Regions from separate parts of the Arabidopsis thaliana genome. Here region 2 is linked to region 1. A link is a contact called in public capture Hi-C data. All regions are on one chromosome and are shown on one strand. The core of a region is the stretch at or near the end of the contact, and the rest is flanking DNA. Distances in the headings are between cores, read along the strand shown. Region 1 holds the start of AT1G28080 (RING finger protein). Region 2 holds the start of AT1G29160 (Dof-type zinc finger DNA-binding family protein).

The links. Capture Hi-C pulls out chosen DNA fragments and counts their contacts.
Region 2: a capture Hi-C map of seedling shows a contact between it and region 1, with 2.6 times the contacts expected there. A contact is called at or near these places in 2 of 3 other capture datasets (seedling and shoot).

What each region holds. Positions count from the first base shown.
Region 1 is chr1:9,787,164-9,794,375 of TAIR10.1, forward strand. AT1G28080 (RING finger protein) reads left to right here and starts at 2,528. Exons shown (of 4, transcript NM_001332798.1): 1 at 2,528-3,402; 2 at 3,511-3,561; 3 at 3,671-3,743; 4 at 4,291-4,383. The coding sequence starts at 2,663. The coding sequence ends at 4,335.
Region 2 is chr1:10,180,773-10,187,984 of TAIR10.1, forward strand. AT1G29160 (Dof-type zinc finger DNA-binding family protein) reads right to left here and starts at 3,740. Exons shown (of 1, transcript NM_102657.2): 1 at 2,618-3,740. The coding sequence starts at 3,552. The coding sequence ends at 3,025. ATS9 (non-ATPase subunit 9) reads left to right here. Exons shown (of 2, transcript NM_102656.4): 2 at 442-2,016. The coding sequence starts at 468. The coding sequence ends at 1,727.

The DNA.
Region 1 (7,212 bases), core at 1,278-3,777:
TAGCTCTTCGGAAGGTAAGAAAGTGACAGCGGCAGCAAAGACGACTTCACAATTATAGACAACTTAGATGCATGCATGTACGGATAGAACAAAATCTAAAAACATTCGGAGTGCAAAGTATATGTATATAATCAGGAAGAAAAAAAAATGTTATGTATATGAATGTGTAATTGAATAATTTGTTCGAAATGATAGAAAACTTGTTATATGTGATTCCAAGTTAAAGATTTGAGTTTCACTATCGACGACAATTATTGTGGTCTCACCTTTGCTACTGCTTACTATAGATAGACGTCTTAAATAGCAAAAATATTCGGTTTTATAAATGTGATTTGGGTTTCGGTCCTGGATCTATAGCTACTAGGTCTGGTTATATATATGTATATATTCCCATGTATATACGTAAAAACAATCGGGTGGGGGTCACATGGAGTTCAGAGAAAGAGCAGAAGAGTCCCCACGTCGTCTGTGGTTTGGGTCCTCGGGCTATGGGGATACCAAACACCATCATGCATGCCCAACTCTCTTTTTCATTATTTTTCTCTTTCTTTTTTGATTTTAATTATACCATTTTAGGGTTTTCTTTTGTATATTCATGTCATCCTACAACCATCGAATATATAACCCACATTTTTCCCTTACATATATTAAAAAGGAAAAAAAGAATCCATGCTTTACCAATTTCTACTCCTACTTTATTTCCCTTGCATCATTTCTTTATTATTAGCCTTTCATTCTCTCTTCACGCTCCCTTTTATGGTTTCCTTTTCGTTTGATTCAACTTCCCATCATGCATGTATATATATTAGTACTATATTCTATGTAAAATTCCAAGTAATCTATCTTATTATTGACATTTTGACAGATATTGTCATCATATTCCTCTCCACTCTCTGCCCATTCCACTTGCCTCATTTCTAATCTAAAGGATATATTTTATTATCTTATCAAGTCACTCATGCACCCTTTCTCTGTTTATGCATATGTGTAATTAAGTGCAACTCAAGTACTCCTTCATATATTTTTTTAAAACAATCTTACAAAAATAAACAAGATGCACGTACCTTTGTTTTACACATTATTAACATCAAAAACCATCAATCACTAGATAAGCGTCGCAGTGAAAATGCATTTATTATAATTGATTATCCATTTTGATAAATATTATAAAACTTATTTAAGATAATAGAAATATATACCAGAAAGTTTTTTCTTAAATCAATATTTAGTTTTTCAAGCTGAAACTAATACTACAATATAGAAATTTTCAATATAATTTACTGTAACTCCTAGGACCAAAATACTTCTACGCAGACTGTGATTTGTAGTTATAAATATAACTTGTAGTAGTATAACATTAGCGCCTCGATATTCACAAGTTCTTTTGCTAGGGTTGATAGTTGATACACATGATTAACTTATGATGTTATTTCATAAGACTTTAATGAAAAGATAAAGTTGTAAGACTGTTGAAATGTTTTAGGAAATGAGTGATTTTTATAGAAAACAAAAAGGAGATTGCAATGATCGTAATTGAAGATTAAATTAGTTGACGATCATTACAACAAAAATGGAACGTACATATATATATGATCTTCTTACATGTATGGAACATGGTTCGGATTAAAAGTTAAATTAACATGAACTTCTGTGCGTTAAAAGTTAATCAATAACAGGTGCTTTTATTCCTTTTCAGTAAAAAAATGCATGGTCTTTATTGTATTTTGTGTAAGATTATATCAAAAATTCTAAAAGACTCATGTGATGAATAACTCTATTGTATAGCAAATTAATTGTTTGATAAAATAATATCGAAATAATATACAAATTAACATGGATTATGGTCTGAAAGATCAGTACAATGAAGAACTAAATTTGACTTGAGAGCACATCCTTAGAAATTTTCCCTTCTACCAAAATAAAATAAAAGAGAAAACCAACTTGAAAGAAATAAACAGCTTAAAATTATCCCAAAAATCTCATTAGAAATCCATCCAATTAGGGCTAAAAATAAACTTTCTAAGGATATTAGTAATTAAATTCCCTTAAAAACAAAATAATAACTTTGTCTGTCAATTTTTTGTCCTCGGAACATGGCCTTAAAAAAGCGATTAGCTGGATCGATCACACACCCCATTTCATCCTTTTTTCATATAAGGAATACCTTTCGTCCTTTTAAAGTCAATAAAACCCAAATAAACTTTTACAGAAATAATTAATATTGTTTATTCATTTTGAGTAAGAAAAAGAAAAAGTGTAGTCCTAAATTATATAAACTTTTACATTACGTATATATGATCTCTACGTACATGAAATTTTTCATAATTTCAGATATTTCTATTGAATTAAATCTGACAGACAGAGAGACCATCACACCCCTCTCTCTTTCTTACATTCCCACAAGCTTCCAAACAAAGAGAATTAATGGAAAGTAAGATTTTCAAAGGAATAATTTCTCTTCCTCGTCCTCTCTCACTCACAACCCTACGCATTTAAAATTATTGAAAAACTATGTAGTATATTAAATAATTAAAAGGAAATAAATAAACAAAACCCTTATCTTCTTCATGAGAATCATTTCTTCTCCACAAAACCATACCTTCTCTAACCCCTCTTCTCACTTTTCAATAACCCCTCCATATATGACTCATGCTGAGATCATATGACCAATATGGTTCCTCTTGAATCCTCAACGCTTTTCGGTGTTTACGGCGGTTTCACGGACTCGATGATGATGAGAGAAACAACTACCAACAATCAAGATCCTAGTGGAGATACATGTTCCGTCTCCGATCCAGCACCAGGTTCTACTGATTATTATAACATCTCTTCTTCTCCAGTGAAAGACGACGGAACGGCCCCAAAGAACGACGTCGTTTGTTCTATTAACGTAGACGATAATAAAGACAAATCTTGGCTCCGCTTAGGTATAGGCCCTGAGGAGAACACGGATGGCTCGTATAAGCTCCAACGTTGTTGTAGCAAAAACGGAAGTGGAAGAGAGAATTCATTAGAGCTGAGCTTGTTCTCTTCATCCTCAACCGCGGTTAGTAGTAGTATAGATCACCTACCGACGCAACCGTTGCAGCTGCCATATCATCATGATCAGTTATTGACGATGCGTGGACCGTCGTTGGTTTACAACCACCAATTAATGAAGCCTCAAACGTTATTAAATCGCGGCTTTTCGTTTCCATCTTCAAAGCCGTGGATACCTCAATATATGGCGCCGTTTAGACCGTCATCATTGAGTGACCGTGACGTCACTAATAATAATAGTCTTTCAAGAAGCTGTTGTGTGGATGAGGGAGGAGCTGGACCAAGCTCTGAGTTTAGGGTTCTTGATCCTCCAAGAAGACCACATTCTGGTCTTTGGTTTCTTCTTCAAGCTTCACAATTTCAGTAAGTATTTTTTTTCTTTCTAGATTCATTTTTAGTTAAATTCTATTTATTTTAGTATGTAACGCATGTGCATGTATATGTTTTATAACGTTGGATTTGTGAACGCAGGGAAAGGGAACCGTTCTTGCCTCAAGTAAATAAAAGCTACTTGAGAATCAAGTAAGTCTATTTTTTTGTCTCATGCGTTATAAAAGTTCTTTGTTTAGGGGAGTTTCTTCTGTTAATTATATTCTAATTAACAAATTTGTTTTCAATTTGCATGGATAAGAGATGGGAGAATCACTGTTAGATTGTTAATTAAGTACCTCATGAAGAAACTTGAATTGGATAGCGAATCTGAGGTAAATATCTAAACTCCAACTCTTTTATATACGTTTTTTATCTTCCAAGTTTAGGGGCTGCGAGATGAAAATGACATTGGAACTAAATCCCCAACTTATTAGGTCACAAGTCTGATGTCATAGTGTCGTAACTTCGCTAACTTATATAGTTCAGTTTTAAGTCTTAGGCTATAGATATTCAAATTATATATTGTAATACAGTTGAGTGAAAACCACATTCTGAATTTTGAGAGCTACATGACATCCTTAATTAGGTGCAAATCTAATTAATAATCATGAATAACCTCGGGTTCGAATTTATGAATTCAATTATTTCTGTGTTCAATTAATTAATTAGTATAAGCAAAAATGAATATTTTAGGCTTATAATGAAGCATCAAACTAATATTTTTCCTAAGCAACTTTCTAATCAGAATTATGATCAACCAAAAATCAGTCTTTATCGCTTTTGAAAATTAAACGTTATTGATTGATCGTTTCTCGAAGTACCCACTACCTTATCAAATAATTATGATAATAATTGTTGTTGTTATTAATTCTCTCATAGGAAACTGGAAAACGAGAGGGGAACTATAACTGGCCGTTTCATTAGTTTCATGCCATAATATTGTTATATTAATAATGATTTATAGTAGTGATTATTTATTAAGAAAAATATAAAAAATAAGTCTGAGTCAGCAGGCATGCTTGCTTTGAGAATAGTAGAAACCAGAAAAGAAAGGATATCTTAATCCAAACTTAAAAAGCTTACATGCGTATGTGTGTTTAGATGCTCTCGTTAATCAGAAATTACTATAATCTATATTGCATGTCCCTCTCGCTAGGCTCACAAATACATGTTCATGCGATTATATGAACTCTTGTGCCCTACAAGAATCAATTGCATGTATAGGTGTGTGTGTACAGTAAAATACGTTTGCTAATTTATTAAAGTGATAATATACGCTTGCTAATTTAGTAAACGCGTGATATTTCATTCTACATGATAAATATTTTTTCAAAAAATAATGTCTAATAAACGACCATTCAATAACGTTTTTGTATTTAACATCTAAACATCATTTTGGACGTCGGATAAATGGCTAAGTCTTTTTAAAAAACTGTAGTTGCGTTAGTTGATGGTCGAGACTCGAGACTAGCGATTAATTTATACTAAGCACATTCATTATTCATAATTTGATAATGAATATTCTTGAAATTTTATACGTACCATCAATTGTTGAGTTCAATTGGTGTACAAATATAATCTTTAAAAAAACAGCATGTTTTAGCGATAGTATAAAGTGACTAGCTAATTTAGCAAATTATTTTCCATGGTCAGAGAAACTTTTGGACCTAAAAATCTAAATATTTTGGTTATCAAGTAACCCTAAATATAACATGATTTTATTTCACAAAAATCAATTATATGGAGAAGTTGAATTTCATACAAAGTACAATTACGAGGAAGTTGAATGTCACACAAAGTATAGATAGCCATGGAAATTTTAGTTTTTCGTTCAATGCTTAAGTTCTCATGTTTTTGTTTATTTTCGTGAGTATGTTCGTCACAAGAATATATTGATATTTGGTCCGACTAATAAATGTATTGTTAGTATAAAACATTTTATATTGATACTTTAACTACACTGATGCATGATAGACATAGAGATATATATAGGTGACATATTAAATTCTCATTCTAATAATCATTTGATGAAAAACGTGATTTGAGAGCATTGATGCATGCATGGCTAAGTTTGTCTTTTCCGTCGAGCCAAAAATATTGCCTTTCCCACTCACAAGCATATAAAAGTTTCCCTAAATGATCTTTGGATAGTTTCATACTTTTTCTAGTCAGTTAGTTGATACATTTAAAAGTCAATCAAATTAGCTTAAACATTTTAATGCATCTATGGAAAATTCGAATTAAGTCATGCTAATATTGTGCATGATTCTTTTGCTTAGGAATCGATTATAGAGACATTTTCTCTTTAATCACTACATTATTTTTTACGGCAAGTACTATATATAGGTTTTGAAAATTAAGGTGTGTGTCGATGAATAGAAAAAGTAAAGTAATGATCACTATGTTAGTGTCTCAAAATAGGACATGCCATATCTAAATTTTCGTGTGTGTTAAGTGTTAACTAATTACCGTCAGAAATTTTGGTAAGAACCAGACATATGTCTACATAATAAAAGGTGTGTTTTTTTTATTTTTTTTATTTTTATAAACGTTTTAAAATTGTTAATACTCTATAAATTAAGGGAATTACCTATCATAATAAATATAACTATTTCTGAAATATATATAAAATTATTAATTAGTACTATAAGAAATCTCGACCGCTCTATCAAAATACATAATTTTCCTTGAACAGCTAATCTCCAATCCATGGTTAAATTTTCTTAGTGGAATTGTTATAATGATGCATGTAAAAGGCAAACAAAATTACCGTAAACCTGTCGTCATGCTTATGCTTGCTAAGCTCAGCTATTATCTTGTTTTCTCGTTAAATATAGTAGCATATATAGATATCTAATATGGGGTTTGTGTAAAATGTCGCATCATAATCCTAAGTGGGGCAGTTTCATGAATTTTGAAATGCCTTGATCATCTCCTCACCAACCAATCACGTTCCTACAATAGAACTCAAAATAATGTATTTCTCATTTAATAAATCAAACACTAAACGCTTGACAGTTCAACAGCAAAATATACAAAACTTTGTCTGATTACATAAAAGAAACAGTTACATGTTCTTTTTGATGTATAGAACAATGATTGCAAAACCTTGCATTTGGTGTATCATTCTGTTTTCATATGAATTCACAACATCGTGAGAATTGACGCATAAAATTCAACTATAATCTACAAAAATGACGCATATATAGGAACGAAGTAAAAGCAAGCGTATTGCCGGCGTGCATGGAAACATGATTTTGAGGTGCTATCTTATTAAAAAGAATTCCTACTCGATTACACAATATTAAAAGTAAAACAAGATCCTATATATATATATTACAAAATTAGCCCACAAATAGTTTGAGATGATCTTATTCAGTGTCAACTTTTGAAATTTGTTTTTCCACTTCGTATTTTTTTTCCCTTTGTGCAACTTTTACTTCATATCTTTGGCGTCAAGTCGAGGAAAAGTTGAGATTTTAGGGTAAGGTGTACGTTACATAATTCTTACTACGACTAACAAGCCCAAGTTTCCTCAATGGAACGGTTAAAACACATAAACTTAAGTTAAGTTGTTTAACTACCACTAGTTATAGTATAGACCATGCAACGTTTCCAAATCCCAACACGCAACGCTATCTCTAACCGGTCAAGTTTCCAGATCAGAGTTCACGGTTCAATCCAATTGTATTTTATAGACCCATGTCAACAATATATTAATTATTTTAAAAATCCGAAAAATAAAAGATGTAATTTCTATCGACAACAAAAATTACTTAATTTACATTTAACAATTTAAAT
Region 2 (7,212 bases), core at 2,490-4,989, 390 kb after region 1:
AGATGGGCCCGAGGATGTTCTAATTCTGATTGAAAGAAGCTGAATACAAAATTAAATAGATCTTAAAAGTATTTGAGTCGAAGAATTCGAACTGAATAAGTTAGTAATTACTGAACTATGTCTCTGTGATTCATCTTATTACTTAAAAATTAGGTTATAGTTTCATAGGCTTTGTAATTCAGTTCCTGTATTACTTATTGTAGCCTCGTTGTATCTTTGTCTTTGATAGATCTCTAGGCTTGTCTTGATCATTAGGTACAGAAGAGTTGATAAATTACAGTGATAAATTACCATCGTGGCTTGTCTTTATCTGATTATCTTGGTAATGTATCGAAGATGGATTTGTTTTTGTAGTGATGTGAAACCTAAAGAGTATCAATAAGCTTGAAAGGAGAAATATTTGAACATTGCATTAACAGGTCTATGGCTTTATTGTTGCAGGGATTTGAGTTTGCACTAAACCCACAATGGTTTCCTATCGTGCTACCACAGAGACGATTTCCCTGGCTTTAGAAGCCAACAGCTCGGAGGCTATTACGATACTGTACCAGGTTTTGGAAGACCCTTCTTCATCTCCTGAGGCTATACGGATCAAGGAGCAAGCGATTACAAACCTTTGTGATCGATTGACTGAAGAGAAGAGAGGTGAGGATCTCCGGAAACTGTTGACCAAGTTGAGGCCTTTCTTTTCCTTAATCCCCAAGGCGAAAACTGCGAAAATCGTCAGAGGAATCATTGATGCTGTGGCAAAGATTCCTGGAACAACTGATCTCCAGATCACTCTCTGCAAAGAGATGGTCGAATGGACCCGCGCTGAGAAGCGTACTTTCCTCAGGCAGCGAGTAGAGGCTAGGCTTGCAGCTCTTTTGATGGAGAACAAGGAGTATGTTGAAGCTTTGGCGTTGTTGAGTACTTTGGTAAAAGAGGTTAGGAGATTAGATGATAAGCTCCTTCTGGTCGACATAGACTTGCTGGAGAGCAAACTTCACTTCTCATTGAGAAACTTACCCAAGGCAAAAGCTGCACTCACTGCAGCTAGGACAGCTGCTAACGCTATATATGTCCCACCAGCTCAACAAGGCACGATAGATCTGCAGAGTGGGATTCTTCATGCTGAAGAGAAAGACTACAAAACCGGATACAGTTACTTCTTTGAAGCCTTTGAGTCCTTCAACGCTCTCGGAGATCCGAGAGCGGTTTTCAGTTTGAAGTACATGTTACTGTGCAAGATCATGGTTAGCCAAGCTGATGATGTTGCAGGAATAATCTCCTCAAAGGCTGGACTACAGTACGTTGGCCCTGACCTGGATGCCATGAAAGCAGTCGCTGATGCTCACTCGAAGAGGTCCTTGAAGTTGTTTGAGAACGCACTCCGTGACTACAAAGCACAGCTTGAAGATGACCCAATTGTCCACAGGCATCTCTCTTCTCTCTATGACACGCTTCTGGAGCAAAATCTGTGTCGTTTGATCGAGCCCTTCTCAAGAGTTGAGATAGCTCACATTGCTGAGCTCATTGGATTGCCGCTCGACCATGTGGAAAAGAAGCTATCTCAGATGATACTCGACAAGAAATTTGCAGGTACCTTGGATCAAGGAGCTGGATGCCTCATCATCTTCGAAGACCCAAAGGCAGATGCTATCTACTCGGCTACCCTCGAAACCATTGCAAACATGGGGAAGGTCGTCGACAGCCTTTATGTCCGGTCTGCCAAAATCATGTCCTGAGAGAGTGAGTGAGTTGGTCGTATGAATCTCATTCTATCGTTCTTTCTTTCTGGTTTTAGATATCGTTTGGACTCAAAGAAACTGATGTTTCTCAATGGAGAAAGTAAACTTGTCTGAATTGTTCACATTACTCGTTTTGCTTATGATCTTATTATGTCATGGTTTCTTACCTTTTATTAGTGCTTAAAATGTAGTTTGTTTTCATCTGGTTGTTGCAGTTTCTTTTTCTTAGCCTCGCAAGTCAACATTGTGTTCTCTTTTTCCAAAACCTTTAATCTTTACCTCATCCAAATCTCATTGATTTTTCTATCTCCGCATTTATAAATTCTGACCAACCCAGAACTCAATTCACAGGACCCACCATTTCTTTTCTCAACTCAGGACATGACTTGCACACAAGCAAGTCTTGATTTTGTTCTCTTCTTCTGTCATATTCTTTTATGTGCTGCTTCATCACAGTAGCTTTTCTAGTTAGCTTCGTGATTATTGATGAAGTAAACAAATTCTGTTAAAACGTTTATTTTAAATGTTAACACTAAAATGTGACATACTACAGTCATCCACAAAAATGTTGATAAGGCATATATTTTCACAAATCATAATATTTCGTTAAGATTTAAGACATTTTTTTGGCTGTTTGAAAAGGTTATTTATCATTAGTGGTTTACTGGTCTTTTATTGGAAGGACAAACATTTAGAGTGTTCCAATATTTGTTCAATTTCTTCTTCATAAACAGTAAAAACCTTATTCTAGTTATGTAGGTATCCCATTATTGTGTGATTGTCAGTTTATAGCTGAAAAGTGAAAACTTAAATGTCCAATTGAATGAGGTTTCTTCTTGGTTGAAAGATTAACTAGACTAATGTCCATAATCTTTAACTAACTTTACGTACACTTAAACGATGCGAAGCTACAAAGACCAAAAAAGTTAGATTTCTATAGGTTTATGAGATTGAGCAATAATAACTAAAAAAATTAGTACTACTAATAAATAGTTTCAAGGATAATTAATGGTCAACCACACCGTCTTTGTTTAGAGAAGAAAAATCCCACGGCCACGAGCTTCAATTTACAGCAAGAGAAATTAAAAAGCAACAGCTGTTTAGTAGATAAGCAAGTATTAAAAACCTACTAATTAATTAGTAATTAACTAGTTAAATTTTGTTGCTAGCCTGTACGTATCCAGAGTAATCAAAGCAAAGCAAATTTAACCACGTTCTTTCTTTCTACGGGTTAAATTATAGCAAACCACCCAAACCCAAACCCGAAAACAAACAAATAAAAATGTAAAAATAATTAACAAGATTGACCATCGGTGTAACAACGGAGCCTCTTCACCGGAAAATCATGCCGGAAACCACCGTGAGACGCCGTAGCAGCTCTCCACTCTTCCACTAGCAAAGCATCTAGCTCGACCTGATCAACAGCTCCAGTCGCAGCTCCAAGCAACTCAGCGAACCCACCGACACGTCCGGGAGGTTTTGACTTCCGACGACCGGCACCGACGGGAACATTCCGGAGAGCTCCACCGGCGGTCCAGTAACGTTGACAACCTTTGCAGAAGTGTCTTGGTTGATTAACGTTGTAGTTGTTGAAGTAACAAAACTTAGTCTCCATGCTCTTGCATCTCGGACATGGTATGATCTTGTCTGGACGCTTCTCAGCCGTCAGATCCGATGAGGGTGATCTAACGGCTGTTGTTGCTTGTAGCTCTGGCTGTTGTTGTTGTTGCTGCTCTTCTTTTTTTATCGTCTGTGTGATGTTGGCGTTGAATGTTATGGTTTTGCCAAAGAGTTTAATCCCTTGAGAATCTTGGGTCGCCATTAAAATGAGAGAGAGATAGAGAGAGAGAGAGAGAGACAAAGAGATTAAAGAGAGAGTTGTGATTAAGTTTCTTGCAGTGATGAAAGAGAGAAGAGACGTTTATAGGAAGAAGATTTCAATGTGTTTTTTTCTTTTCTTTTTGTAAAAAGATTTTGTGAAAACATTATTATATCTTTATCGTAAGAAAGGAGAGAAAAGCAATAGTGTTAGTAGGGAGAATATTAAAAAAAAATAATGAAAGAATATGTTAGGCACATTTATTGCTTATTGCATTCAAAGAAATATCGATCCATATATATCAGCTGACAAAATGTGTGTGTTCTTTTGCTTTTTTTTTTTTCCTTTTCTCCAAAATGTGTGTATTTTGGTACAGTTCTCCATTGTCTTTCCGTATATTTTAAAAAGTTTTTTTAGGAACAGTGATGTTTAACATCTCCTTTAAAAAAAATAAAAAATTGACATGACTTTTATCAAAATTTGTGTAAATTCTAGTTTTTTTTTTATAATTTACTCCCTTTGCTAAATTTCCAAATCACTAATAATATATGAATTATGCGGGATACTTACAGTGCCTAAAACTACTATAATTAACTTACAAGCTATCCAAATGTTTGTTTATCTTGGGTAAAAAAAGGCTTTGTTCGATTTAATTAATTCATAAAATTTATATTAAGATATTATTGAATATTTTTAAAATGATGTTAGTATGTCAACAGTGATTTGGAAGGGATACGTATGTTCAGTGGCAAATTCTTAATATTTTCTGAACTGGGGCTGTGTATCACAAAACAAAATTAAGATCACATTCAAAACCTAATTATATTATCCATATAATATAACTATTATTTCCTTTTAAATTCGCATAAGCATCATCCATTTCTTTTTGTTTTCACCGTTGACTAACATTTTTGGATGATTGCATCTTTGGAAATATGAGGAGAGCAATTTAAGTAGGTAACTCTCATTTCTAGTTTACTACCGGTTTCGACCCCAGTGCTTTGACCCAGTTCTTCAACATGAGATGAATATGTGAGGTCTATAGGTTTAAATTAAACAAAAAATATTTATCAAAATCTCCAAAATGTATAAATAATATAGAAATTAGGAAAAAAACATATGGAAACTTATGCGATTGAAAAAGTAAATGATGTTTCTATCAGCTGAGAACCACAACTATTAACATATAATTTTCTATTTTATGTGTATCTCCTTAATATATTTCAATGAATCTTTATTTAAGTGAGAATGATTTGGATTTGGACAAAGCCGCCAAAGAGAGAGCGTTTTTGGTGTGTTGCGTAGAAAAGGAGAAGAGATGAATAAGCATAATTAAGCATGAATGAGTAGAGGGATCAGCTTTCAATTCTAGGCTCACATCATCTTTTGGCCACTCTTTTCCAAGTCATCCATCCATTTTCTTCATTTCTTTATTTATTTCGAATAAATATAGTCCCTTTTTATTTAATAGTATTAGTAGAGTTTTGTTTTCTTATATAAAATAATATAAGCAGAGTTGAATCTACATTAAATTTATGTCAGTAAACATGACAAAAAAAAACAATAATGTTTTGATAAGGCGCGTAATTTTTTTCTTTTATAAGAGTTGGATTCATATTTTCACAAACCAGTAGATTACATTTCATGATTTTATGGGGTGTGTAAATTTTATATTCAAAGGTTTACGTCATATATATTGAAGTGAATGATCTAATGTTTTATTATTGAGACGACAATGAAACTATAGAAAAAAATTTAATATTAGATTTGTGTTCATAACTACAATAAAACTTAAAGAAAAATAAAAAATTAATACCATCTTCGTTTTATAATAGAAGATGTTTTGGGAAAACTTGTTTGTTTTATATTATAAATGTTTTCAAGTTTTTATACAAATTATATATTATTTCATATTTTCTAATTATTTTGATTATGCCGTACCTTTTTCATGATTGGATGAACCTTTTAAAAAAAGATACTTCTTAATCTGCATTTTTAGTTAAAAAATCGTATAATTTGAACGGAATAAATATTTAATTTGAATTTATTTTTCAAAGTTTTTTAAGATCTTACAAGGGATCATTTATGTTGGGATGAAACATCTGATTGATGGAGAGAAACCAATTGTGGAAACAAGAATTTGGATTTTGATGCTTGTTATGTTTTGAGGTTTTTTTTGTCAGCCAAAATATTAATTTAGAAAATAATTTTGGAATTGGTTTTTCAATCCGAAAAAAAGAACTTCTAATAATAGTATATGTGCAATCTAGTTCTAGTTGGACAACACTATGTTAAACCAAAATGGAACATCTATCCCTTCTTATCAGTCATGGTCCATGGATAGTGGTACAATTAGACTAATAATTTGTGCAATTTTGCTTGATCAACTACTAGAATGGTTGAGTGGATATTACCTTGGAGAAGAAACACATAAAGTTAAGCAAAGCATGTTTCTTTTAATATTTTGTTTAAATTAACTTTCACGTACGTTATTATTAAACACTAAAGCAAGTGTTAAAGATGAGGGAAAGGAAAAAAAAAACAAGAGGAAAAGAAAGTAAAAGAAAAAGGAAAGCACTAATCGATGTTCATGTTTCTCTTTTTTTCTCAAATTCGTGCTTTTATACTAAATGTTTTCTCATTGGTACCTTTATACTATATAGTCGCAAAAGAACAACTTTTAAGCACTTTTAAAAGAGATCGACTTTTAAGTTAAATATAAATTAAAGATGAATGTAATAGACGTATACAAAAAGGGAATATAAATGTGCGTATATATTTACGTAGACAAAGAATTTCATCCATTGAGCTATTTTTGCAAAGTATATATGCATATAAAGATAAAATATTCAGATTCTAAACAATTGTATTCATATTCCTCTAAAGGTGATTAGATTTAAGTTTATGGCCAAATCAAAATTAAAAGACAATTAAGATTTAAGAATGGTCACATCTGCATGCATGTATATTAATTGTAACAGGTAGGTTATACGACAACTTTTGGTAATACAACGCAACTGCTTTAATTTTTCTATAATCATGTAAGAAAAATCATGTCAATATAATACGGGTTTGTGTAGTGGCAATACAATGTGGGATTTATTAACGTATTGTAGATACTTCTTCATTTTAGAATTGAGATCACATGTTTCGAATATATACGGAGTACTAATACATATTATACATTGCGTGCTAGACAAATATGCATTATAAAAACAAAGGAAGGTTTAGTCATGTTCCGCATAGATTTATACTCTGTATATGTATAAACTATAACATGCTTGTATATATATAGACACATGTAATTAGTTGTACCTTGTAAAGGTGGATTATCTTTTCTTAGGCTATTTTTTTCTTCTTTCTTTAGGGTTTCAATGGATTTGGTGACTAACTTTTGTTGGTTGCCCATTTTTTTCTTTTCTCCTTTCAAATCTTAAACTTTTCAGTATGTGCTTCTTTTGGGTTCTGAAAATTCACTTTATAAAAAAAGCTCTCTTTACAAAGGAAAGCAAAGTCTTTTATATGGGTTTTGTTCTTTAATCCTATCTTTAATAAAGTGATTTGAAATTAATTAGAAGAATAAAGAAATAAATTATTATTTTTCTCTTTCATATCTATTATAGTCTTATAGAGATCTGACTCTGTACTTTCTTGATCTTATGT